Regions from separate parts of the Mus musculus genome. Here regions 2, 3 and 4 are each linked to region 1. A link is a contact called in public Hi-C, HiChIP or PLAC-seq and promoter capture Hi-C data. All regions are on one chromosome and are shown on one strand. The core of a region is the stretch at or near the end of the contact, and the rest is flanking DNA. Distances in the headings are between cores, read along the strand shown.

The links. Promoter capture Hi-C pulls out the DNA fragments that hold promoters and counts their contacts. A called contact is a pair of places that touch in the nucleus more often than the background predicts. HiChIP or PLAC-seq counts read pairs in DNA pulled down with a chosen protein or histone mark.
Region 2: a contact with region 1 is called in an H3K4me3 HiChIP or PLAC-seq map of embryonic forebrain, with 5 times the contacts expected there. The contact joins the enhancer-like site here to the promoter of Sez6l in region 1. A contact is called at or near these places in 8 of 39 promoter capture datasets (cranial neural crest, embryonic stem cells, epiblast stem cells and 4 more), 3 of 484 Hi-C or Micro-C datasets (cerebral cortex, nephron progenitors and palatal mesenchyme), 13 of 115 datasets of contacts at active chromatin or transcription factors (SST interneurons, VIP interneurons, embryonic basal ganglia and 9 more) and 2 of 9 other capture datasets (embryonic stem cells and pancreatic islet).
Region 3: a contact with region 1 is called in a Hi-C map of cerebellum, with 2.2 times the contacts expected there. The contact joins the enhancer-like site here to the promoter of Sez6l in region 1. A contact is called at or near these places in 4 of 39 promoter capture datasets (the HPC-7 cell line, embryonic stem cells, hippocampal neurons and 1 more), 9 of 484 Hi-C or Micro-C datasets (brain, cerebellar granule neurons, cerebellum and 3 more), 10 of 115 datasets of contacts at active chromatin or transcription factors (SST interneurons, embryonic basal ganglia, embryonic forebrain and 7 more) and 1 of 9 other capture datasets (pancreatic islet).
Region 4: a promoter capture Hi-C map of embryonic stem cells shows a contact between it and region 1, with 2.3 times the contacts expected there. The contact joins the enhancer-like site here to the promoter of Sez6l in region 1. A contact is called at or near these places in 5 of 39 promoter capture datasets (cranial neural crest, embryonic stem cells, hippocampal neurons and 2 more), 8 of 484 Hi-C or Micro-C datasets (cerebellar granule neurons, cerebellum, cerebral cortex and 4 more) and 9 of 115 datasets of contacts at active chromatin or transcription factors (embryonic forebrain, embryonic hindbrain, embryonic midbrain and 6 more).

Annotation. Positions count from the first base shown.
Region 1 is chr5:112,573,355-112,579,724 of GRCm38.p6, forward strand. Sez6l (seizure related 6 homolog like) reads right to left here and starts at 3,844. Exons shown (of 17, transcript NM_001253916.1): 1 at 3,418-3,844. The coding sequence starts at 3,514.
Region 2 is chr5:112,821,686-112,828,055 of GRCm38.p6, forward strand. It overlaps Myo18b (myosin XVIIIb), which reads right to left. Exons shown (of 44, transcript NM_028901.2): 21 at 6,292-6,370. Among named protein-coding and RNA genes, the nearest start is that of 1700095B10Rik, 32 kb to the left of the region's middle. Within about 2 kb of position 3,561, at least 28 of the 459 cell types and tissues checked have an H3K27ac peak or open chromatin away from gene starts, as enhancers often do. A contact at or near this core is called in SST interneurons, VIP interneurons, cerebral cortex and 2 more, where this site is marked.
Region 3 is chr5:112,742,340-112,748,709 of GRCm38.p6, forward strand. The region is part of intron 39 of Myo18b (myosin XVIIIb); the gene reads right to left. Among named protein-coding and RNA genes, the nearest start is that of 1700095B10Rik, 48 kb to the right of the region's middle. Within about 2 kb of position 3,037, at least 6 of the 459 cell types and tissues checked have an H3K27ac peak or open chromatin away from gene starts, as enhancers often do. A contact at or near this core is called in cerebellum and hippocampal neurons, where this site is marked.
Region 4 is chr5:112,724,053-112,730,422 of GRCm38.p6, forward strand. The region is part of intron 39 of Myo18b (myosin XVIIIb); the gene reads right to left. Among named protein-coding and RNA genes, the nearest start is that of 1700095B10Rik, 66 kb to the right of the region's middle. Within about 2 kb of position 2,504, at least 2 of the 459 cell types and tissues checked have an H3K27ac peak or open chromatin away from gene starts, as enhancers often do.

The sequences.
Region 1 (6,370 bases), core at 2,594-5,093:
CCCTCTCTACATGGTGGTGGGCAGGTAAGTAGGGCTGCCTGCTGCCCCTCTTCCCCGACTTTGGCCTAAATTAGTTCAGTATTTATGTGGGCATCTGCTTTGCCCAATTTTGGGAGGCTACTTTCTTGGTACCTGTTCACAGAGGAAGTTTGTTCTTAGGGGAACAGGAAACCACTGCATGTGTGCGAACATATGCCGGTTTCTCTTTACACGAGTTACAGAATCCTATAACCACACTTCTAGGTTGGTCCCATCAGCCCTCCATTCTATTTACGTCCTACAGATGGCAGAATGGAGTACCAGACAAGAAGGTCTCTCTGAAGGTTAAGTGCACCTAATCAATGAATGGACTGAGCTTTTGGGTTGAGGCAACTCTGATTTCCAAACCGTTTTCCTGAACCTTGCTAATTTCCTTCTCATATTCAATCCGACCACTCACCAGAGCAGCCTTGCCTCCGCCCTCGTTTTGCAATTGCCACTATAAGGGAGTCCAAACACTGGCAGAAAAGGGCTAGATGAGGGTCTGAGTTGTAATGACACCTTGCGAGTAAGCATTCTCTGCAAACTTCTCATCTCTGTGTCCCCCCTTTTCACTGTGTGCCAAAAGCTGACAGTAATCTCTCCCTGTGACATAAGGACCAGATACCTCCAGTGGCAGGGAGTGAAGCCAGGTGCACAGACCACCAGGCTGAGAACCATCCTAGCTTTCAACAGGACATACACGTGTCTGCCTCCTTCCTGCCCAGCTGCAGCTTTGAGCGCCCCTCGTGGAGGCATGCAGTATGGGCCTGCCACGCAGCCATCAACTGGCACACAGGAGAGCCTTGTGTATTGCGCTCCTTTGAATGGCTTGCAGGAACGGACTCCTAACCAAAAGTCACAAACCAAATTGTTCGGGAAACATCCTTTTTTATGCCTTGAAAGAAGAAAGAAAGGAAGTCGATATGGTTTCCTAATGACCAGCAGAACTGTGTGAATAAAAGAAGAATCTTTTAAGTTTGTCTCGGGTAGTCCCTGGTGGGGGCAGCCAAAACTCTTTGAAACAGAACGGCACATAGAAAAGCACACTTAAGGCCGACGTAACAACGATACATCTCACCACATGTCAGAGGCTAGGGGAGGCAACAAATTAGAGTCTTACTGAGAGATACTGGATTTGCTTTGTTAATCCAAGGGGAAAAGAAAAGGAACGGCAGGCTTTGCAGTCTCGGCGTGTGCGTGCATTGCTCTCCCATGCATGTCTTAGGCAATAGGGGTCCTCTTAAAAAAGACAAGCTACACTTTATTCCCATCAAAACGGCCCAGAGAATGCACAGCCTGCAACAAGTTCCCACCCCTCACACTGCATGCAGGAAGACAAGTCTGCAACACTGGGCTCCTCTGATGCCTCTCCTCTCTGGTTTGTGGATAAGAGCTGCCGGTTAAAAATAGAATTTATTGCGGAAGATCAATTGTTTCCAAATGGACCATGAGAACTGGCAGTGCCCATGGGCCACCCTGGCTCCCTTCTTATGACTCAGTCAGAACCCCATGGTTAGTAACGAGCCTTTGGATGAAGTGTATCGTGGACTTTAATTTGGCAGTGACCTGAAGTTAATTAAAAATATATGCTCACTAGCCGCGTGGTGTGGAGCAGTTGCAAAATATAAAATGTCTAAAAATTGACATCACAAATGCACACATCCTGCCTTCCCTCCTACACTCTGGCACACACTGAGGAATCAGGATACAGGATCCTGATCTTGGGTGACATTTTCCTATATGCCATTAAGACCCCACCCCATGCCAAGGGTGGTGCCTTAGAGAATGTCAAACTCAGAGGTAGGGCCACTTTAGAAAAGATGGTGAGCCTCTGGGCATCTTTGAGTTCTGCTTGTGGAGTGGCAGGCACACACACACACACACACACACACACACACACACAGATTTAAGAGCTGGGGCAGGGCAATCTGGATTCAGTTCAAGGCCACCACGTTATTGTTGGAAAGAGACAGCTAATTAAGAAAAGGCACGCTGGGTAGAGACCATTGATTTAAACCAAATCTCTTTTCCCATCTTTCCTAGGGAAACTGCCCAGACCTGGTGTAAATTGGAAATACCACTGTCTCACAAGGGGAGGGGGTGTTCTCAATGACATGTTTTGTTAAATAGAGGAGGCAAATCATGCCCATCGCTCCCATTTCTGGGTCCAAGAGATTGGGGATATAATGTCTGATGTATGCTGAGGGTACTCCAGGCCACAACGAAGTGATGGGACCCAGAGCTAGGGCCTGGAGCTGAGAGCTGTCCGGGGCCTCTGGTGCTGAACTCAGGGGCCCAGAATTCCCCGCGGCGAAGCGGCAATGCTTCTCTGTCCTCAGAACTCCAGATCATCAAGAAAACCTCAATTATACAGAACTCCAGATGGACGGGGGTGCTGGGGAGTGGGGTAAGCGCTCCATGCTGTGGTCAGCTCAGGCAGGCTCCAAGCTTTGTTTTGTAAGTTACCACGGGAGGAAACAAGAGTCACACCTTGCCAAGAGAATGAGAGGTTAAGTGATCCAACCCCAATAGCTGACACCGTGGGCTCTCCTGGTGTCTTTAGCTCTGGTGGCTGGGGGTGGGATCAGCTTTGGGTGAGTTATTTGCCTCCCTCTTCTCTTCACCTCAGCATCTCACTGTAACTTCCTGGGACCCTAGCAGGGTGGAGCAAAGGTGTGACTCCAGGCAGGTGAAGGAACCGACAATCTCGACAATCTCCATAAACTCAGACCCCCTTCCCTTCCTAAGCAGCAAGCACGTGGGTTTCACCAGCACCCTCTCTTCACTCCTAATATCGATGAAGCTGTAGAGGGATAAAGGGGGCCAAGCCCCTGGGGTTCTAATATCTCTCTTCTCACCAAGTTCTGGGAGCCTTGAGCTCTCCTCCATCCGAAGAAGCCACACCCAAGTCCAATTTCCTGACACCTGGCTGGGACCTATCCAGGAGACAGCCCCTCCGGATAGTCCGAGACAGCGTGGGATGGTGGGATGGGAGGGAGTCTGGTTCTGGAGACAGGCAGTCAGCTGTCCGCTTCCTATACCTATCCTCTTCCACAGAGCCTGGCAGAATAACCTGGCAGCCAGCCCCGGGTGCAGTTGCAGAGAGCTTCCAGAATCTGAAGGTTTGGAGAGGACCCCACTCCCAAGAGCTTCTCCCGGAAGCGTCTCCAGACTGCAAACGGGAGCCCAGAGACCGACGAAGGACCCGCAGCCTAAGGCGAGAGTCCTTCAGATGCGTCCCCGCCTCCGCGCTCCGGCAGGGACGAGGTGCCCAGCCCGGTATCCGGGCGGTCCCGCGGGTGGCGCGTGTGTTCCCAGACCAGTCGAGACCCCCGACTGCTCGGGTCAGCCGCAACAACTTTACCCTCTTTGGGCCGGGGCCCTCGGGGTGCTTACCTTCCGCCTGAGCTGCCGCGGGGCTCCCCAGAAGGAAGGCGACAAGGAACAGAGAGATCCTGTCGGGTCCCGCGGCTTGTGGCCGTGCCACGGGCATCGTAGCTACGGAGCTGGGGTCGGCGCAGAGAGATCCGTGTGGTCGGTCCAGGCAGAGGGATCCGTGCGGTGGAGTCCGGGCAGAAGGATTCGAGCAGCCGGAATCAGGCAGTGCTATCCAGGGAGAGAGAGAGAGATGGACAGAAGGCTCCAAGCAGCCGGATCCCAGACCGAGGTCCAGACAGACAGAGGGATTGGTGCAGCGGGGTTCAGGCAATGGGATCCAGGCAGAGGGATCTGGGCAGTAGGATCAGGGCAGCGGCTCCTGGCGGACGCGCAGCTCGCCGTGGCTCTGGCCGAGCTGCACCGGGCGCGGGCGACGGACGAGTGAGGAGGAGCCGCGGGCGGCGAGCGAGCGGAGGGCGGGGGCTGGTGCCCGAGCGAGAGAGGGAGCAGGAGAGAGAGAGAGAGCGAACCAGCGAGCGAGCGAGGGAAGTGAGCGCGAGGAGGCGGCCGAGGGCCGTTCCGGGGGCAGCCTGGCCCTTAGGCCCTGAGAAGTTAGTGATATCGCCCGGTCCCGGGTGGGCTCAGGGTCCCTACTCTTTTTGCGGATGCTGGGACGGTCAGACGAGGCGGAAGAGCGCCCGATGTGTCCTTGCGAACCCAGTCGGCGAACAGCCTGACCTGTATCCCCACTATACAGCCCTCTCTGGCCCCTGAGGTCCCCACCCGCATCCACCTTTCCCTCCCCTATCCGCCAAATGCATTGGTGCTTCCACAGAGAGTCCCAGTGACCTAGGAAGCCACACCGACTGCATCCAGGGACATTGTTGGACCAATGCACAGGACCACAGGATCCTCTGTCTGATACCAAGTGGTTCTTCACCCTGGAAACGCCCAGCCACAGACTCCTGGGTCCATGTTATGATTTCAGCTACATTAGCACTCTCAACAGCGCTCTGCAGATCCGCCAGGCTTCCAGAGCCGAAGCCCCGTTTCCCTCCCCCGCCAGTGGAAGCTTTGGTTCCAGGCCCATCCTCTGGCGGCCTCTGTCCAGTTGAGATTCTCTAGCAGCGTGTCTTTCTTCCACAAACAGAGGAGACGGGGCGCAGTGGGTGAGGAAGACAAGAAGCCACTTATAGCCAGGCATTGGCCAAGGGCCAACTGGAAGATACCTCACACCAAGGGAGACAGCTCTCCTTGTTCTGCTGAGTCTCACAGCCCCAGCTGGCTTCCCAGGCCCCTCACCCCAAGTTAGAAGCCCTCCCCTCCCCCACTCCACCTTGCCACTCCGCTCAAGCAGGGAGCAGATGGAAAGAAGGTTGTAGCAATTGGGGGTGGGGGGGGGGATGTCTTTAGCAGAGTGGAGAGACTGGGAATCTCTGAAAACAACGTAGGGGAGGGGAGCATTGGAGGTGGGAGGAGCGAAGGAGGACTATTCTGGTCCTGGTTCCAAATGCCCCTGTCACTCATTTACTCTTGGGATGCTCTTTGCTTGAAGCTCAGATTATCAGGTGATGGAGAGACCCCCAGTTCATATCAGGTCTCAGGAAGTGGGGATTTGAGAAGGACATGCAGAAGACCTGGGTCCTCCTCTAGAGGGCTAGCAGCAGGCCATCCAGTAACCCCTGAGGAATAGAAGCATAAAGCAGGAATACAGAAACATGGAGGAGAGACACAAGTGCCGGCTTCCTCCTTGGAGATGAGGATAGAAAGGCTTGTAAACACCCATGGCTCACCGGACTCTGGTGTGGTCTCTGTTTTAAAGTCATAATGATCGGCAGTGGTAGAAGTGATCGATATCTCCCCTGGATGCCCTCAGAGGGTCAACCTCACCAAAGCCACTCAGCCAGGAAGTGATAAGATGGATGAATTCAAGACCAGGCCTGAGTTGAAAATCAAATCACCCAAACATGATTCTTCCCCTCAACCAAGATGGCTACCTCTGGGGTGAGACTTGGTGGCTCCTCCTGGCTGTTGGTGGCCTCCCCACTTCCAGCACACTGCTGGAAGTCCATCACTGCAGTCATCGATTAGTAAGGGTAGGTGTTGAGAGCATCGGGCAGATGAGTCACCAGAAAGAGCCAGCTGGGGTCAGAGCTGGAACAAAAGTACATGGTTGGGGGAAGATCTTCCCCATTACCAGACCCATTTTAAAGAAGAGCAAACTGAGGTGTGGGGAGGCAAGGCAACATGTTCAATACCATGTATAGTCTGGTTCTGCCCAGGGTTGTGCTCTGTCTACTGCCAGATTATGCTTGGTCTTGGCTTGGGGTCAGAGAAGCCCAGGTTCTGTTCCTGAAGTTGGGGTGAGCCTGTAGGTCTGTTCTCTTTACATGCTGCTGTGGGAGTGACCACCTTTGTGCAGTTAAAAATCAGCCACTGAGGGCAAAGGCTGGAACCTAGCCTCACCTCTGTCTTTGCAGAAGGCCAAGAATAAGTGGCTTGTATTCTCTGGGTTCTAGTTTACTCTTCCAGAGGGGTAGGAATAAAATTAATGCCTGGCATGTGGAGTGACTGAAAATGAGCAACAGTGTCCTTGAGGAGTGACAGGATACACTGTGCATGCTTACAGGATAAGGGAGAGGACCTCAGGGGTAGGTCAAGTCAAATCTTAGTCTGGGGATTGGCCTCAGTCTGAGCAGTTGTTACCAACAGTGCCCAGGACCTACCCTAATGCACGGTCCACCCCAGGTGCTTGTGGTCACAACAGCGAGCAGACAGGAAGCTGGAGCTTCTGACTACTTCTTTGACTTTGTGAGAGTCTTTCTGTGAGCCACCAGCCTCTCTGGAGTTGATCTCTCACTCTATCTATTCACCATCCATCCATCCATCCATCCACCCACCTACCCTTCATCTGCCCATCCACCCATCCATCAATTCTTCCATCCATCCATCCATCCATCCATCCATCCAT
Region 2 (6,370 bases), core at 2,311-4,810, 250 kb after region 1:
TGCTAAAGACAAGCCATGGGCATGGTCACAGAGAGACAAGGGACAGAGCCAGACACTGGAACTCAGTGTATGGCGGCTCAGGTGTAGACAGCATTCCATATTGAGCCAAGACTCATCAGTAAAATAGAAATACTACCCAGAACAACAAAACCAAAGGCTTTAAAAGTTAGGCAGTGACACCAGGGGGCTTGTGCTTGGTGAATCAAGTCACCAGATGGTTAAGAAAGACCCATGCCTAAAGGTCATTGTCTAAGATGCTCAGTTTTCAATAGAAGTTCTCTCTCTCTCTCTGTGTCTGTCTGTCTATCTGTCTGTCTGTCTGTCTCTGTGTGTCTCTGTCTCTCTCTCTGTCTCTGTCTCTCTGTCTCTCTCTGTGTGTGTCTGTCTGTGTGTCTCTGTGTGTCTCTGTCTCTCTCTGTCTCTCTCTCTCTGTCTCTGTCTCTCTCTGTCTCTGTCTCTCTCTGTCTCTCTCTCTGTCTCTCTCTCTCTCAGATATTATTACTTGTATCAGGGGAAGGAACTTTCAGAATGTGGACTCTTAGCCCACCGATCACAGATTTACAAGTACTCACTGTAGATTTGTTCAGAGACCTGAAGAAAGTGTCGCTCAATGAGTAAAGAGACAGAACAGGCTCTAGGCGTCTCCACGGCAGACCCTCTGATGAGATGTACCGGGTCCTGGGTTTGATTCCACAACACCAAAAGAAGGATGTGTTAATAAGCATCAAATGTAAAAATACCAAAAAAGAGATGTGAAGATTAAAAAGGACTGCAAAACTAAGAGTGGAAATTCTTCATTTGTGAAATCAAACCGCTGGACCTACAACTTCACCACAGGTGAGTTGGTGAGTTGGGAGTGGTATCCAAGGGATTGCCTGAATTGAATAACACAGAAAGGTGGGAATAAAGAATTAGTCACGCCTGGCAACAGAACAGAGCTGCATCTGCATGATAGAGCATCGAAGGACAGGGAGAAAACAGAATGGAGCCTCACAGCTTAAAACTTCCCCAAATTGTGTTCCTTCCTAAAAATAAAAGCTTCCTGGAGCTCCCAGGAGTTCAGTGAGTTCATTGGAAGGTGAGGAACCAAGGAAGTCAGAGCAGAGCTTGTGGCAGCAAGAAAAGTAAACTCCAAATGGCAGAAAATCTTGACCATGCAAGAGAGAAGCCATGAGCCTAACAGTGACTGGCTGGTTTGACACACACATCCAGGGTCACTTGGAAAGAAAGAACCACAGAGGAGAGATCCCCTGGGTCACACTAGCCTGCAGTCATGTCTTCCTGGATCGTTCATTGATGGGAGAGGGCTCAGCCCACAGTGGGTATCACCATTCCCTAGAAAGGTGGTCCTGGGCTGTATAAGAGAGGAGGGAGAAAGAAAAAAACATGGAGAAGCACGCAGAGTTCCTCTGAGGCGTCTCTTTAAGTTCTTGCTTGAGTCCTCACTCGATCTGCCTTGTGACGGACAGTCACCTGGAAGATGAAGTAACCCTTTGTGTCTCTATGTTCCTTTAATCCATGGTGTTTGTCACAGCCATAGAAAGCAAACACGACCCTGAGTAATGAAGCCCAGAAGTCAGTGTAACTGCACGGTAAAGATGCTGAGAGGGGAAAACCCTTTGTCAATCAATACCTTACAGAGCTGTGCTTCTAATCCTCCCAAAACAAGCTCCACCCATGCACACACAGGCTGGGAAAGTCAGTGCTACCAGATCTTGTATTCAGATTTGAGGCTGAAGGAAATGTTGACTCAAACCTTTAAAGACTGGAGAATAGCAGAACGCATTTACAGGAAACAATTAGAAAACAGTCTGAAGCCTTGTGTCATGGTGCATGCCTTTAGCCTCAGAACTCAGGAGGCAGAAGCAGGAGGATTTCTGGGTTAGAGGTTAACCTGGTCTACGAGCAAGTTCCAGGATAATGAGGTCTATATGGCGAGACTGTCTCAAAAGCTAAAATATGAAAATATATCTTAAGTGAATTAAAAAGACATAAGATTAAGTTTAAAATATTGAGCTGTATTAATGGGTTTATGGCATCTACCTATAACAATGGCACCAAGGCGTCAGGAGGAGGTGGGTCTGTGGAACAAAAGCTTTCTTTTGATTCAGTCTGGAGCCCAGTTGAGGGGGCAGAACAAATACAAGCAACACTCTTCAGACTGCGAATTTAAGAAACATACCATCACTCTGACACAAAGACAACTAACTGGACTTAAACCAAAGCCGCTGCTACAAATGACGAGGGACGTGTCCGGTGATGAAAGCGTTAACCTGCCAGCCAGCCAGGTAGATTCTTAGAGCCTAGGCAGAGAGCCTCAAGGCGTGCAAAGCAGAACAGGGAGAGAATTAGAAAAAGTAAGACAGCTCAATATGAGTGGCCAAGGGCGTTAACATCTGTCTCTTAATAATTGATAGATCAATTAGATGTAAAAATCCTGCCCCAGAGTTCTGTCACAGGGCTTCCTGTGTCTAGGATGTTGGAGCAGGATGTAGCCAGGAAGAATAAAGAGTGGTGTCTCACATGGGGCCACAAGAGCTTGAGAAAAACCCAGGGCTGAACTGGGTGACTGCATTGAGCTTGTTCAGACATCTGCAGGTTGAAGTCAAAGCCTTCACCTTGAACTCATGAATCCCTTCCTCACACATGGACCACATCACAGTTAAAGACAGAAGGCTTCATTTAACCCTCAGGGTCCTGACTGTAAGCATCAGGCAGCAAAGAGGCGCATCAGCAAACACCCTGCACGCGTAATGGCGTGGGCTAGTGTGATGGAGAAAGAGTATGTAGTGAAGCAAAGAGCTATCCAGAGGCAGGGACCCAGCAAGTGCGCAGGGAAAGGTGCTGGGATTAACGTCCAGAGAGCAAGTTTCAGCACCGCAAGTGTGGACAGCTCCCTCTCCAGTGCGTAAAGAACTGAATACAGTATAGACAGGTGTGATGGAAGCCAAAGAAAGTATTGTCTTCCCTGGAGCTTACTCGAGTAACTTACACGGGTGAGGGAACAGTGCGGGGAGGGAGGGGGTGAGTCGCCATATGCGGGTGAACCTGGGTCACCTGCAATTACAGCAAGTGCTCTTAACTGATAGACCATCTCTCTGCCCATAATAATTATTGTTAGTGTTCTGTGTAAGGACCCAGATGAGAGTGTGGGTTTGAATCCCGCCTCTATTTCTGCCTGGCTCTATCGTCCTGCTCCAGCTGCTTCTGAAGAGAAAAGAAAGGCTTTGTCCTGGAGACTGGAAACTCACCTTGTGCCTTGGTGAATGTAAACTTCTGATCCTTCTGCTCCTACCCCCTTAGTATTGGGATCTCAAGCGTGCACCCCAACACCAGGAAACTATTTTGTGATGTGAACGTGAGGGTGCCCAGTACCCAGGCAGGGTGCCTCTCGGTGGAACCAGCCCAGCATGCGAAGATACCACATGTCAGGTGCAAAGGGGACTTTGCTAGGGTCCATTTTCCACCCCGACAAGAATCCCGTCTGCTGCCGTCTAGTGTCTGAGGGTGACATTGACCTTTCTTAGCTGTCAGATTTGTCTCACTGGATTCCAAGGTCTTAACCACTCTGTGTGCAGAGCCTGCCGGCTTGCCCACGAGTACACACTCATGTATAATTCATGGCCCATCACGGTGCCTGACAAATGAATATTTATTAGCTTTTTCATAAGAGGCAGGATGATGTTTTTTTCTTTCTTTGCTACTGAAATTCTATGCCCCAGCAAATGAAATTTGTGAACAAATAGGAAGAAAGAATAAGAAGGAAAAAAAATTCTCCCAAGCAAGTCCATTGCACTGGTAATTTTCCATTCTCTAGGGCCTGGAATGTGTGTGGATAGAGGTGGATTTGGCTTAGCTGCTGCAGAATCCTGCTGACGAGTCCAAAGTCTAAATGCTGCTGTGTACTGCGCCCGTCACCCCTGTAGGAAGCTCCCTCACATCCCAAGTCTGCTCTGCTCCCAACTGGGCAGGAGCCACATAGTCTCCAGCACTGTGGACCTTCTGTATGGCGATCAAGCATGCATGGACCAAGAAGAAAGGACCCCGGAAGCTGATTGGGTTGGAACCAAAGCAAACTGTAGGGCTTCCAAAGTGAGCTGCCAAACATAGAGAGGGCAGCTTACTCTCACACCGAGGGGAGAGACCCCACAGAAGGAGCTGTCTGTCTGCTGGAGCCAACCTGTGCCCTGGACAGAAACCAAGGGACCTAAGACTGTGATGCCATTCACCCCTGCAACCTCACGGTTCATTGGGGATGGCAGTGTGAAGAACTCCAAGTACACTTGGGCATGTGTATGCACACACACACAGACACACACGCACACAGACACACACACACACACACATGCATGCATGCACACACACACATGCATGCATGTACACAGACACACACACACTCATACGAGGGAGTGCAGAAGTGATGGTGCACTTTGGCTGTGAAGACTATGGACCAACCACCCTTTACCTTGACCTTGAAAGATGCTTCAATCATTGCCACTGTAGTTGGTGGAGGCAGATAACACATGTGAAAGCCCCTCCTGTGTGCCAGGACCTGTGCACGGCACATCAGCTATTTTACAGTATCTTATCATCAGAGTCCTGATGGAGGCAGCCGCTGCTGCTGCTCCCACTTTAAAGGTGAAAAGACTGAGGCAGATTGAAAGTCACTTGCCGGTGTGAGAGCTGAAGTCAATGCATATCTGACTGACCCCAAGACCCATATGCTCCGAACAACCCTCCCCTGGAATTTAGAATCTGGATTTCAAGGAACAAGCCCATTAACACCTGTGGAATTCATTTCTAAGGGCCCGATACTTGCATCATCTTCAAAGGACCCATTTGCCAAAGTGACTGAGTGTACTTGCTTCTCGAACCTGCACCATGAATGCACCAGGCATCTCTAACCACTGAACCCACAACCATCCTTCATTGGTAGCTCCACTGGGGACAGGAGGGTGTGAGGGGTGAGGTGAGGCTTCACGGGTTAGAGCAGGACTGGAAACAGGAAGGCAGGGGGAAAGAATTGAGATAGATTGTGTGTGTGTGTGTGTGTGTGTGTGTGTATCTGTATGTGTGTGTATCTGTGTGTATACATATATGTGTATCTGTATGTGTGTGTGTATCTATATGTGTGTGTGTGTCTGTGTGCATGTGCATATGTGTGCATGTTTGTGTTTCTGTGTGTCTGAGTGTGTCTGTATGTCTGTGTGTGTCTGAGTGTGTCTGTATCTGTGTGTGTATATGTCTGTGTGCATGTGCACATGTATGTATGTGCACACAAGCATGTGCTTGTGCATGTGGCTGTGTGTCTCTGTGTGTGTATGTATGTGTGTGTGTATATGTGTCTGTGTGTATGTCTGTATGTGTCTCTGTGTGCATGTGCATATGTGTGTAGGTTTGCATATCTGTGTGTGTCTGAGTATGACTGTGTATGTCTGTGTGTGTCTGAGTGTGTCTGTGTGTGTATCTGTGTGTGTATGTATATGTATCTGTATGTGTCTGTGTGCATGTGAACATGTGTGTATATGTACACAAGCATGTGCCTGTGCCTGTGTGTGTCTCTGTGTGTATGTATGTGTGTGTGCATATGTGTGTACATGTCTGTGTGTATGTCTGTATGTGTCTCTATGTGCATGTGCACATGTGTATATGTGCTCACCAGCATGTTTGTGTGCATGTGCCCGTGTGTGTCTGAGTCCATATATGTGTGCAAACACTGAATACATGCTTGTTTATTCAGCCACCTGGGTAAGTTATTGAGTACTTGCTGGCAAACTTAATTTCAATTAAAGACAAGGACCATTGAGACATCAGAGCTAGAGGAGCCTGGAATGAGTGTCCCTGAGCTGAGGTTAGCAAAGGGGACATCAGAGAATGTCCCCTGGAGAGAGGACAGCCAGTGCAAAGGCCCTGAGACAGTCTGGTCACTACACCGTCATGTGAAGTACTGCTCAAACATTCCCATACACCACCTCAGGCCTCAGGGGCTCAGTCTCCTTGGGTTTTGTGCCACCACAGTCCTTGTGAAGTCGGACACATAGCCAACCAGGCTATTTCCTCTAATTCTTACCTTTCATGTTCCCCATGCAGGCTTCAGAGGGCATTCTGAGTAGGAATAGTCTCAAGGACATTGTTGGGTGGTAGGATGGAGTCTGGGGCTGCGGTCTGACTCAAATCTCATGCTACTCTCTGCAGCCCCCTCTCAGATCCTTCCTGGTCAATCTGTGCCATGAGCAACCCACACAATACAGGCTCTGTGGCCTCTTCCTACCCGAGACCCACTTTACACACCTTCCTTTCATCCAGTTCCTCGGAGGTCAAGTCAAGCTTCTTTAGCAGTGCAGGGTCCAGCACCTGGAACCGACGGCGG
Region 3 (6,370 bases), core at 1,787-4,286, 170 kb after region 1:
CCAACCAAGCCGTCAATGTGGCTGTTATCCCCAGCAGAGCTTTTCAGCCTCACAGAGTAAAATCGTGTCCTTGCAGGGGTCTGGGTGGAACTAGAGATTGCCTGATAAATAAAGCCAGATGCAGAAAGACAAATATATGTTTTCTCACACACGTGGCATGATTATATGGTGTGTATGTGTATGACTGTGCGTATATATGTGTGTATATGTGTGTATGTGTGTGTATGTATGTATGCGCATGTATGTGTGTATATGTGTATGTATGTGTGTGTATGTATGTATGTATGTATGTTTGTATGTGTATATATGTGTGTATGTGTGTGTCGGCATACATACATCAGAAAGCCATACCGAACCCATTATTTTGCATGCTACCTAAACCTAAATGATAACTAAAAGGCCCTGCATAGACAGGGAGATGGCTCAGCTGGTAAAGGTGCTTGTTCCCAATCCCGACAAAGACCTGAGTTCCATTCCTGGAACGCCCATGATCCTTTGACCTGTATACGTGTGTGGTGGCATGATCCGACACACACAAAATAATGTGATCATTTGTCTTAAGTTTTTCCTTTTCAAGAAAGGAAGTATCCCTTTCAGGCCCTGCCTCCTCCTGTCAGGTCAGGTTTGCTGTAGCCACCCTCCTCAGTTGACATGATTCCTTTGGTGACACTGAGGAAACGCTGGCCCTGCCTTGAATCGACAGGCTTAGGCACAGTGAAGACATGGTAGTTGCCAATCCCTTCCCTCTCTGGCCTTGGGCAAGGCAAGGTGCTCTCCCTCAGAGCCTCTCCCTCACACTGTGTAAACAGAGATTAAAAATGTCCTCTCAGCCAAAGGCAAGGGTTCAGCTTTAATCAGAAGGGCCCTGGAAAGTATTTTTGCAGTGTCTTTGTCACTGCAGACAATCTCAGCTGTTCCCAGGCTGGTTGCCACTGTCCTCTCTGACGCCTCCTAACAATATCGGGAGGCAGCCGCTCCCTGCATGAAGCATCAAGCTGTTGAAGCTCCCCCGGTACACTTTTGTGATGTTCCTTTTGATAGAGTCTAAAATTATAACAGCCACTTGGCCACTCACGGTCCATTTATCCATTTATTGACTCCACAGGGAAGAAAAACAACGTCTGAGCCGTGTGTGCTCTCTCCTCTCCACATCTCAAGGTGATGGCCAGGCGGTCCGTGCCTCTCACCAGAACAGATTCATCAAATCTTCCTCATGGCTGGGGCCTGCTGGCTCCTGCAGCCTGGGAGTTCTGTCCTCTCTGGCACTTGGGAATGCTTGAGTCTGAGGGAGAGTTTGGTGAGAGTCTCCCTTTATTTTTCTTCAGTCTGCAGTAAGATCCACCCCACCCTAACTGCTTTCCTGGCCCAGGCGTGCCCTCTCTGGAGATCTAAGGCTGTTCTGGGGGAGGCAGTGGCCTGAGCCAAGAGAAACTGTCCTTTGGTTTGACTCTGTACCCGAGTTGGGTATTTTGTGTGTATAAATGTTGTTGATAGTCATTTGTTTGTCTAGTCCCTTGCAGCCACTGGATAGATACTCTCCACAACTGAGATGCACTGCAGGTCTGGGAGATTCCTCTATGTTTCCTTTTTTAAAAATATCATTTATTTATCATTATTTATACGAGTATACTGTAGCTGTCTTCAGACACACAAGAAGAGGGCATTGGATCCCATTACAGATGGTTGTGAGCCACCACGTGGTTGCTGGGAATTGAACTCAGGATCTCTGAAAGAGCAGTCAGTGCTCTTAATCGCTGAGCCATCTCTCCAGCCCTCCTCTATGTTTCTTAAGCAAACTTCAGTGGGTGGTGGAGACTTTACAGCCTCATACTCCAAAACAGAGGAGGCAGTGACAGCCAATGTGTCAGACCTGGCCCTACCCGTGTTTGTCGGTAGAGTTCTGTCGAAACAAAGATGTTCAGTGTGTATCTTCGGTGGAAGTGGCTATGGTCTGACGACAGAAGGTTCAGAGGTCAAAACAGAGTCTGTAAAACTGAAATATTCAGCAACCAGCTGTGCAGACAAGATTTACAGTCACCCTTCAAAGAGATGTGAGTCCCACAGCTCCATTACACTGGGAGCATGTGAGTCCAAGGATGGATGGGGTTTCTGCAGGGTCCCTTAGAAGGAATCACTTGGAGTCAGCTATACCCGGGGACATAGGATCTATGCAAACATTAGTTCTGAGGTTTATCTCAAGGGTTTACTAATGTTTGTGACTCAAGAGTTTCTCGCATTGTGTATTTCCTGGCCTTCAAATGCTAAGGCCTCGGGCGTTAACGACCGACCGAGGATGCCGTCATTCCAAATGTCAAGATTTTGTGGGCCTGAAGATCGAGCAGCCATATGGAGAAGGAGGCGAGCTCTGTCATTAGGGAGCAGAAGGTAGGCATGGTAATTAGCCAACACCAGAATTGAGCTCCTAAATTAATCTTTTTAAAAGGGCAGACCGGTTTTACCTTGCAGGGAAAGATGGTGGACAGATGGGAGCTGGCAGTGTCTGTCCCAGCCATCTTTCCTAAGGCACAACTGGGATGTGACCCAAAGGCTCAGGGGGACTGAGTCAGGCTCAGCTAAGCACACGTTACTCTGTGGACTCCACAAACTGGTCCCTTTTTTATCACTGAACTATTCATGATAAGAGATCGAAGATGGAAACTAAACGGGCTAGGTTCGGTCAGCTCCACCCAAGGGAGATGTTCAGGAGGGAGCAGAAAAGCTCGCCCAGAGGAAGGGAAGGAGTTGGACACCGACCCACAACTTGAGGTGGTGCCCACTGCTCGATACCCAATACAGTGACTAAGCATGGCTTCTAAGCCCTGTGGCTGCTCAAATGAGTCAGATTTCACACTTTGCCTCAACCGACCCCACTCAACATTAAAAGAGCCCCCATGGTGTGGGGCCATCGGTCACCCAGCACCAGCCAACACAAGCTAGCTTCATGGGCTGAGTCCTTGCCTGCTGAGCCACCACCCAGGTTGCTGTCCACATGTCATAGAGAAAGAGTAGGCATCGTGTTCATCTGTTCTTTCTGATCAGCCATCACTCCAGGGAGAGCACTGGAGGCTTGCCACAACAAGAGCTGTTGGCTTCTAGGCTTCTATACGCCCACTCTTTCTGTGCCTGATACGCTGAAAGGCTTTGTGATTCTGCTTTCAAAAGCTCAAAGGGCAACCCCATAGACGGAGGCAGACAGCTCCCCCCCCCATCCTTTTAAAGAAAGAGCTTGACCTGTTTGCTATATGCAAATCTGTCACAGAGTCACTCAACAAACAGCAAACACCTGTATAGACACCTGCTAGGGGCACACTGTTCACTTTGGGAGCCCACCCTGGAAGCGTGATGACTGGTAACAGGAAAGAGCAGACAGTGTGGCAAACCAGACAGATGTGTAAAACAGAGGCGGGTTGCAGCGCCAAACTGACTGTTTCTCTTAGTTACCAGAGTCACAGAGGGATGTGGTCTAGGGATGGTTGTGACTCTGGGGTTGTGAACTGTCCAATCAGAAATCATATCTTTCAGATGCCAGCAGGTTTTAGGAGCGAATGACCCTGAGCCAGTAATCAAAATCAACAAGACCCCGTCCATATTTGGGGGCTTCTGGCTAGTCAGTTTGGCAGGAAATGTCCTGTCTTCACCATGGCTAATGGAGTCTTAGCTATTCTCAGCTTGGCTCCATGGTCACTGAGTTGAGAATTTACAAAATGACTGTCGACAGAGGGATGGGAGAAGGATCTGGAGAGAGTGTTCTGGCTAGTGTGTGTGCCAATCCCCCGGGTATGGATGTTATCACAGCAACTAACAGCAGGAAGCTATAGGGATGCCACAGAAAAGAGCTGTGAGCACTTGGCCCTGGGGAACTGGTACATGATGAGCCCCAAAGCCTGGACTGAGCCTGGGGCCATCACAGGGTCTTGAAGCCCTAGGCTTCTCTGTCAGGTGACCCAGTGAGTTCCCTTCTGAATACCCCAATCAGAGATGGTAGGCTACTAACAACAAGAAGAACAGTGTTAGCAACAACATCCACAACAGCAGCAACCACTACAACCACAGAAACAACAGCAAAAACAGCAACAGCAGCAACCACAACAGCAACACCAACCAAAACAGCAACAACTACAACAACCACAGCCACACAACAACAGCAGCAGCAACAACCACAACCACAACCACCACCACCACAACAGCAACAATAGCAACAATAACCACCACAACAACTATAACAACAACAACAACCACTACCACCACCACAACAGCAACAGCAACAATAACCACAACAACTATAACAACAACAGCAACCACCACAACCACAACAACAGCATCAGGAACAACATCCACAATAGCAGCAATCACCACAACCACAGCAATAACAGCAACAGCAGCAAACACAACAGCAATACCACCAGCAGCAACACCAACCAAAACAGCAACAGCAACAACAACTACAACCACAACCACACAACAACAGCAGCAGCAACAACCACAATAGCAATCACAATAAAAGCAGTAACATCCACAACCACCACCACAACAACAACAACTATAACAACAGCAACAACCACAAACACCACAACAGCAACAATAGCAACAACAACCACAACAGCAACAATAGCAATCACAATAACAACAGCAGCAACAACCACAACCACCATCACAACAGCAACAACAATCACAACTATAACAACAGCAACAACCACAACAGCAACAATAGCAACCACAACAACAACAGCAACCACCACCACAGCAGCAACAGCAGCCACAACCACCACAACTACAACAGCTGCAACAGTAGCAACAGCCATAGACTTGACAAACTCACTAGCTACCCCCTAGTCTAAACAAATCCCATCTAAAACCAGGAATTCTCCCAGTATAGTCCATTCTGCCACCCCGTGTATTGGCGCAGCCTCAACTTCTAAGGTTCCCTCATCCCTTCTCGTTAAGACCAACGTCCCCCCTTCAGAATCACAAAAAGGGCACCCCTACCCCTCCTATTGAAGTATGTGCTTGCTAAGGAGCAAGTCAGGGCAGTGAGTCAGAATCACAAGACACTGGCTTCCCTGGGGTGGCCATTTTCCCAAGAACATGCAGCTGTAAAGGTGACAACACTGTCACCCCAGACACCAGCCTGCTGGGCTTCCCTAAAGTGTGACGAGCGGAACAGAGCTTGATCTCATCCAAGCTGCCTGCCTTGGGTTGATCTGAATAATTTAATATACACCTGCGGTATTCAGTCAGCACCCCCGCCCCTTCTCTTTTTTAAGTAATTAACATTGTGGAGTTAAATGACTTTAATTCCCAGCAAAGTGACAAAGTGCGGTTGATGAGGTCTCGGGGGATGTGATAGCTATCTGCTCCTCTGTGTACACCATCCTGAGACTACACACACTGTCTGTAATTGGTATTAGCAACTGTAAATTCTGATTAATTGCCAGAGAGCCACTTTCCAATTGCAGAAACAAAGCCACAAGCCAGGCAGTAATGGACCCAATTATTCCTAGGTAGGCTTTCAGTAATAGATTTTTACTATCGGAATGCCTTATCTCAGAGGCAGACGCAGAGAGACTCATTTCATTAGATGCCAGCACCTTCTGAATTGTGACGAGCGCATCCAGTGTCTGGGATCAAAGACGACGAGGAAGAAACCCGTTGTGGCAGTATTCTGGAGTCTGGGGAACCCAGCGCCTTACCCTCTTTTAAGACCAAGTTGCTTTGGTACTGGAGTGTTTGTGGGGGCCAAGGGGACAACCAGAGATGGTGGTGACTGGAGGGATGAAGTTGGAACTGCCTCAGCTGCCCCTGCCAGCTCTGAGCATGCAAGAGGCCTGAGCGGAGCTCGGAGCAGTCTGAGAATGCCGAGCCTTACACGTGTTGGGCCATTTGGATTACGCTGAGATAATGCTAACGGGCAGTAATTAGGAAACCACCTCCCCGCCGGGGGACCGTAAAGGACATTATTTACACCCGGCTTGTGGCCCCAAACGCCCTCCATATGGAATGACTTTTTAAATACTTCACTTCTCTCTCCAAATAATTCATCTTTATGAGCTCGACTTCACATTTGCAAGCAGAGAGAATGCTCAAAGCTTTGTAAAATGAGCCCTTAACCCCGAGCTGGTGGATGCCCTGGGCAGCCGAGGAGGGGCCGAGTGCCAATCTGTACCCTGGACGCGTGGCTCATTGAGCACAAAAACAACATAAAGAAACAAAAATAAATTCCAACACTGCACGGGGTCTGGCTCTGGGCTGCTCAGGGCTCTTCCTGGATGTGGGCAGACTCAAAGAACAGGACAAAGGAGAGAAAGTGCATGGGGGGGGGGCGGTCTGCAGGAATCAAAGGGCAGGGCTGAGAGAGCAGCCTGTCGCACCT
Region 4 (6,370 bases), core at 1,254-3,753, 150 kb after region 1:
GGGACAGCCTGAGCAGAGCCTATTGGGGGGGGACAGCCTGAGCAGAGCCTATGGGGGCGAGGGGACAACCTGAGCAGAGCCCATCTCTCTGCAATGTAAGCAAATCCTTCCCAGGCCTTCACGGCAGAAGAGTGTGAAGCCCTGGGTGTCCCAAGCAGACATGACTTGTTCTACATAGGGAATAGACTCTAGAGGGCCCTGATGGCGTGTCCCAGGAACAGGATGTCCCAAGCTGGGTCATCCATATGTGTTTTTAGGAGCCCAGAGCCATGCTTGGGTTTACTCTATCTCCTTATTGAATGCAAAGCCATCTTAAATTAATCAGTAAATGGGATGGACCTGGTGCGGAAGGTTTGGGGCAACACAGAGCAGGTTATGTTCCAGGCTATGCCTGCCTACACACTGCAACACTCCACACCATGACCACCCTAGACCTACCCTCTGAAACTGTAAGCAATGTTTTCTTGTGTAAGAGTCACCTTGGTCATGGTGTACACAGCAATAAAACTGAACCTAAGAATTATACAAAGTGGGATGGCCTGGTGGGGCCCCCTGCAGAGTGACAGACCTGGCAGGCAGTTATGGGGCATTTTCTGTGGCCAGCACTAGTCACGTGACCAAAGACTTCCTCACCGAGAGCCTGGTAGGGAAGTCATGAAAACCAATCCTGCTTCAGAGCTGAGCAACGGAGACCTTCAAGAGCAAGGACTTAGCAAGGGTGCTAGTATTTAGTACTTTTGATTGTCTTTGTAGTACTCATCCACTGAGATCAGTACTCATCCACTGAGATCAGTACTCTCTGGTGGTGCCGTGACTTGATTCTGTCCTGACTCTTTGGGAAATATCTGATGTCCACGAGGCATCTGTCATTCAGTTTATCCCTTAACACAAAGCTTGCTGATGGAAGGTGAGTTGCCCCCCGGAGACTTAGGATTGAGTCTGGAGAAAGAGATGGCAACCATGCCTTGGGGTATACTGTGACATGTGTCAGGTCAAGGCCAGATACTGTTATATCCCACAATGCACCAGATACCTCAAGTTAGAGAATCATCTGGCTACATTCAGAATCTCTCTTTTGGAAATTAATTCCACAGGATGGATCAGAAGGCAAAGCAGGGCCCTGAACATGAGTTTGCTCGGGGGCAGTGCAGCCAGTGAAATGAGAGTCTGAAATCCAGAAGCTATACCCAGCTTTGGGGATGGTTACGGAGATCACAGAACATCACTTTGATGTCATTAGACAGTTGTTAACAGAAGCAAGGGCTGTGGCAATATGGACAGCATCCTTGAATGGTATGGAGCAAACAGAACTACCAAGAAGACTGTGACCCGGAATCCATAGCAACCACACACACATACACACATACACCTCACACTACATACACACGCACCATACCACACAACACACACACATATACACACTTCACACAACATACACACACCACACACACAAACCACCAGGTACACTATGCACACAGATACACACACTCTACATACAAACTACCATGTACACTACACACACAGATACACACACTCTACATACAAACTACCATGTACACTAAATACACATTCATACTACATACAAAATACCACATATACTACACACACATACACACTACATATAAAACACCACCTGTACTACATACATACTACATACAAAGTACCACATATACTACACACACATACACACTACATATAAAACACCACCTGTACTACATACATACTACATACAAAGCACCACATATATATATACACACATATTCTCACATACATGCAATAGTACATACAAAATACCACATATACTACACACACGTATACACTATATATAAAACACCACATGTACTACATGCACACTACATACAAAGCACCACAAATATATACACACACATACACACACAGCATCACATACACACAATACACTCTATATAAAACTACCATGTACACTAAACACACACTACATGCAAAACACCACATACACTATACACACATACACAATACATATAAAACATCACATGTATTACATACACACTATATACAAAGCACCACATATACTACACACACACACACACACACACACACATACACACACACTTTTTGAGTGGGACTTGGAGTCTCAGTTATGTTACAGGTGGAGAGATTTTTTTTAAAAGCTGATCTGATCATCTGATGTTTCTTTGTGGTTAGCTATTCAAGGAAACACACAGATACCTAATGATGAGGGGTGTGTAGGGTGAAGATTACAGTCAGGTCTGAGTAAACTCTCAGACCTTCTGATAACTCCAGAGGCCAAGTGACCACAGACAGATTTCCAGGCCTCTCTGAAGAAACTGGGGACATTTACATCACTGGAGGCTGCAGAGCCAAGATGTGACCCCATTCTATGGGGCTGGCTGTGCTCAAACCCGGAATCCAGCAAGGACCACAGCTGTTTCCCATCACGGGAACAGATGGACATCCCTTTGTGGACTGGCCTCCCCTTTCTCACTGAGTTAGAACCTTAACGATGGCATTAAGGATTGAGTACTTCAGTAGGTGTGGCCCAACCAAGCCAGGCCAGGACTTCACAGAGCCTAAAGGGAGGAACAATGTGGTCAGAAGTAGGCCTGTGTGGGCAAGGCTGGCATGAGCAGGGCCAGTTTACACTTCAGCTGAGGCTTCCAGCCATGAATGTTAACCTCAGGACAGGCAAGTAAGGGACAAGCTGGGGCCCAGCCCCAGCCCCCAACCAGCAGCCAGACAAGGGCATCAGGTCAGTGGAGGGGGCTGTGATGTAAAGGTCACCAGCGTGTCAGTTCAGACACAGCTGGGGAAGTGTCTGAGGCTGATTCCCAGAAGCTCCGGAGCACTGTGGGAGCACCATTCCTTCCCAGGCTCAGGTACTATGGGAGCACCACTCCTTCCCAGGTTCAGGCAGAGCACCATGGGAACACCAGTCCTTCCCAGGCTCAGACAGAGCACTGTGGGAGCACCATCCCTTCCCAGGCTCAGGCAGAGCACTGTGGGAGCACCATCCCTTCCCAGGCTCAGGCAGAGCACTGTGGGAGCACCACTGCTTCCAAGATTGAGACAGAGCACTGCAGGAGCAGAACTAAGCAGATGGGCAGGAGAGTGGGACTTGAGCTGAGGTAAATCTGTAACCTCATGGGTTCTGAACTCGGCAGCTTTACAGAGTTGAATCTCGGTGGTGTGGCTTGGAGACTGTGTGACCTTCAGCAACTCACACAGCTGATCTGCCTTCCTGTCAATTTCATTGTGAATCAGGGTAGCAGGTAAAGTAGTTAAATTTCTGATGGGGGTGGGGATCAACCATTGGTGGCATTGCTAACTTCACATTCCCAGAAGAGGAACCTCTGCCAGGGCAACATTGTTACCCTTTCATTGGGGAAGCCAAACCCAGAATAAGAAGCTTGGAATGTGTAAGTCTGTCCAAAGCTAATGGGCTACCTAGGCGGAGCAGGAAGACTTGAAGACTAGCTGGCCATGGCCTGGACCAAGGACTTTCAATGCCCATTCTTTATCTGCTTGCTGCCTGTGGACAACAGACTTGGAGGGAGCACGGCAGATCAATGGAGCACTCTGGAGCCAGGGACCACCCCAGAGCGAGGAAGCTGTATAACCAGCAATCACCAGTCAGCAGAGCTGAGCTTTCCTGCTTCAGTTTAGGAACCTGGGGGCATCTGCAGATTATGAAGACCAAGACATCAGTCTCAACACTGCAGACCCCAGCAGCCAGCCCAGGGCAGACAAAACGAGGTCCCTCACCCTGTCACAACCTAGAGAAGACACACAGAATGAAGGGGCCAATTGGAGGCACCTGGCTCAAGCTGGGACCCCCTGCCTCCTTATGCCTTCCAGGGACAGATGCCCTGCTGGTGTGGTGATCATATCTGGGCACAGTGAAGTTTGTCTCAGTCGCCCCTTAAGAGCACAGCTGTGTTCTGAGGCTCTGTACGAGCTCAGGATCCTCTACAGTTAGCAAGGAGCATGGAAAGGCTCAGTGGTGCAACACTAGTCTGATATAAGCCTTTTGGGTAGTTAGATAGATGCATGGCAGAAAACCCCACAGGAGCCCACCCCACCCCCAGACAGCTCTACAGTGTGAGGCAGGGAAAAAAACACGGACAGAAATGGCTTCCATATGCACCAGTGCCTACTACATACTCCTCTTATCCAATCACGCATCTTTGTAGTCAAGTCACATTTACTGAGCACCTACTGTGTACCAGTTTCCACAGAGCTAACACTGTCACGGGACCTGATACACCTGCCCTGCTGATGTCTGGCCCATGGAAGGCAGGTGCATCCTTAGGGTGGAAATAGTCAGTGTTACTATGTAACTGTTGGCGGCAAAGGAAAGGGCAGGGATGATGCGCATAGGATGCCTGCCCATCAAGTTTACCAAGATAAAGACAACACTGGGCAATGTGAGCTTCTGGCCCTGCACTGCTCACAGGAATTGGGAGGCCTTTAGACTTCTAGACTGCTGCTCTCCACGGGGCACCCTATGCACAGTTGCTGTGTGGGAAGCAGTTCAGACGATAATTAATGCTAGCAATTAAGATGGGCTCTGCTCGTGACATTCAATTAGAGGCTAATACCAAAGCTGTTGTTTGTTGCTTGTTTCTTTACCCAGAGAACCCTGCTCCCCAGAGACCTTCATCTGCCTGAGATGCACGGGAGCTCTTCCCTCCGGCTTCGTGCCCCTGAGGAGGCCTCTCAAGCTTCAGTTCACCTCATCTGGGGTTTGCCTGACAACAGATCTCACAACATCCTTGAAATTCAACCATCTTGCCATTTTCCGGTACAGTAGTAAGAACAGACAGAAGCTTCCTGCTCAGTAGGTTGTGTGTGTTCAAGTGAATAGGTGATACACATGGAGCCAGTGCCAGTGGCTTGCTTAGTAAATACAAGCAGGCATTTATTGATATGTGTGCAATCGGCAACTGGCAAATCTTTTTTAAATTCAACTCTGTAACCCAGGCTGGCCTTGAAATTTTCATCTTCCTGCTAGGTTTATAGGCTTCACCATGATCACCCCCAGCTCCTGTTCTAATCCAAAATCCAAATGACTCTGAATGTCACACAGACAGGAGGATTTCAAAAGAGCCCTGAAACATTCTGAAATGCATGCATACACGTACATACTGTATATGTATAGATATGTGATGTGTGTGTGTGTATATATATATACACACACACATACACACATATCTATCTATCTATCTATCGATCGATCGATCTATCTATCTATCTATCTATCTATCTAACATGTTTGAAACATACCTGAACATACAATGACTATTGCTGAGTTCATTCCTAAAGTCCTTATTCAGACTGGTGTTCTCCTGAATGGTTGAAATCTCTTATCTCGCTTAATATTAATTAAGATCCCTTAGATCCAAGCACCGTGGGAACAGAACATCATGTTATAGTAAATTACTGGCTGTGGCTATTTTCCCTGGCATGAACTAACAAAACATGCTCATGTTTTCTCTTTGTGATTTTCCAGATTCTCTGCAGAAACTATGAATTTGGTGTGTTATCAGAAACTTGGAAAATGGGCTCCATTTCTCTGGTTCATTGCAACGGAAGCCCCCTCTACCTGACCTCGGGAGCCGGCTATCAGCAGCAGGAAGAAAAGCCAGGGAGCATGCAGTCGCTGTTCCACGAGGTCCTCCCCTCATCCATCCTGAAAACTCTCTATTTCGTTCTATTTTTATGGTGCAATAACAGACGCAGAGAGACTCATCAAAGATCTGATTTTCGTTCACTTTCTGTTGCTATAATGGAACACCCGAGACTGGATAATTTACATAGGGAAGAGCTTTCTTTTGGCACATGGCTCTGCCACTCCAAGGGCACAGCACCCCATGTGTGTGGCTTCTGCCAAAGGCCACACCCTTGAAAGTGGGAAAACAGAAAACAATATTTGTTCTCACAGACACACGGGACCTCCCCATCAGGCTTCTTGCCCCTGAGGTGGCCTCTCAAGGTTCAGCTCGCCTGCACCAGGGTTTGCTCCACAGAACAGATCTCACAACAGCCTTGGAAGTTCATCCATCTTGCTGCTTTCTGACCCAAGAAGGAAAGACAGAAGCTTCACCATTAGGGAGATCAAGGAGGTGCCAGAGTCCCTTTTAGAAAGCCACTCTGGAGGCTGGTCCTCTGAGAGAAAGAACTCCTGTGTGTGTGTGTGTGTGTGTGTGTGTGTGTGTGTGTGTGTGTGTGTAAAACATTAACCCCTTGACCATTTCTATACTCTGGAGACAAACACTGGTCTTTCTGGGAACAATCAGATTCAAACCCTAGCAGGTCCCACAGGCAAACCAAAAGAGTCAGGGAGCCAGGTGTGGCAGCACACACCTTTTAA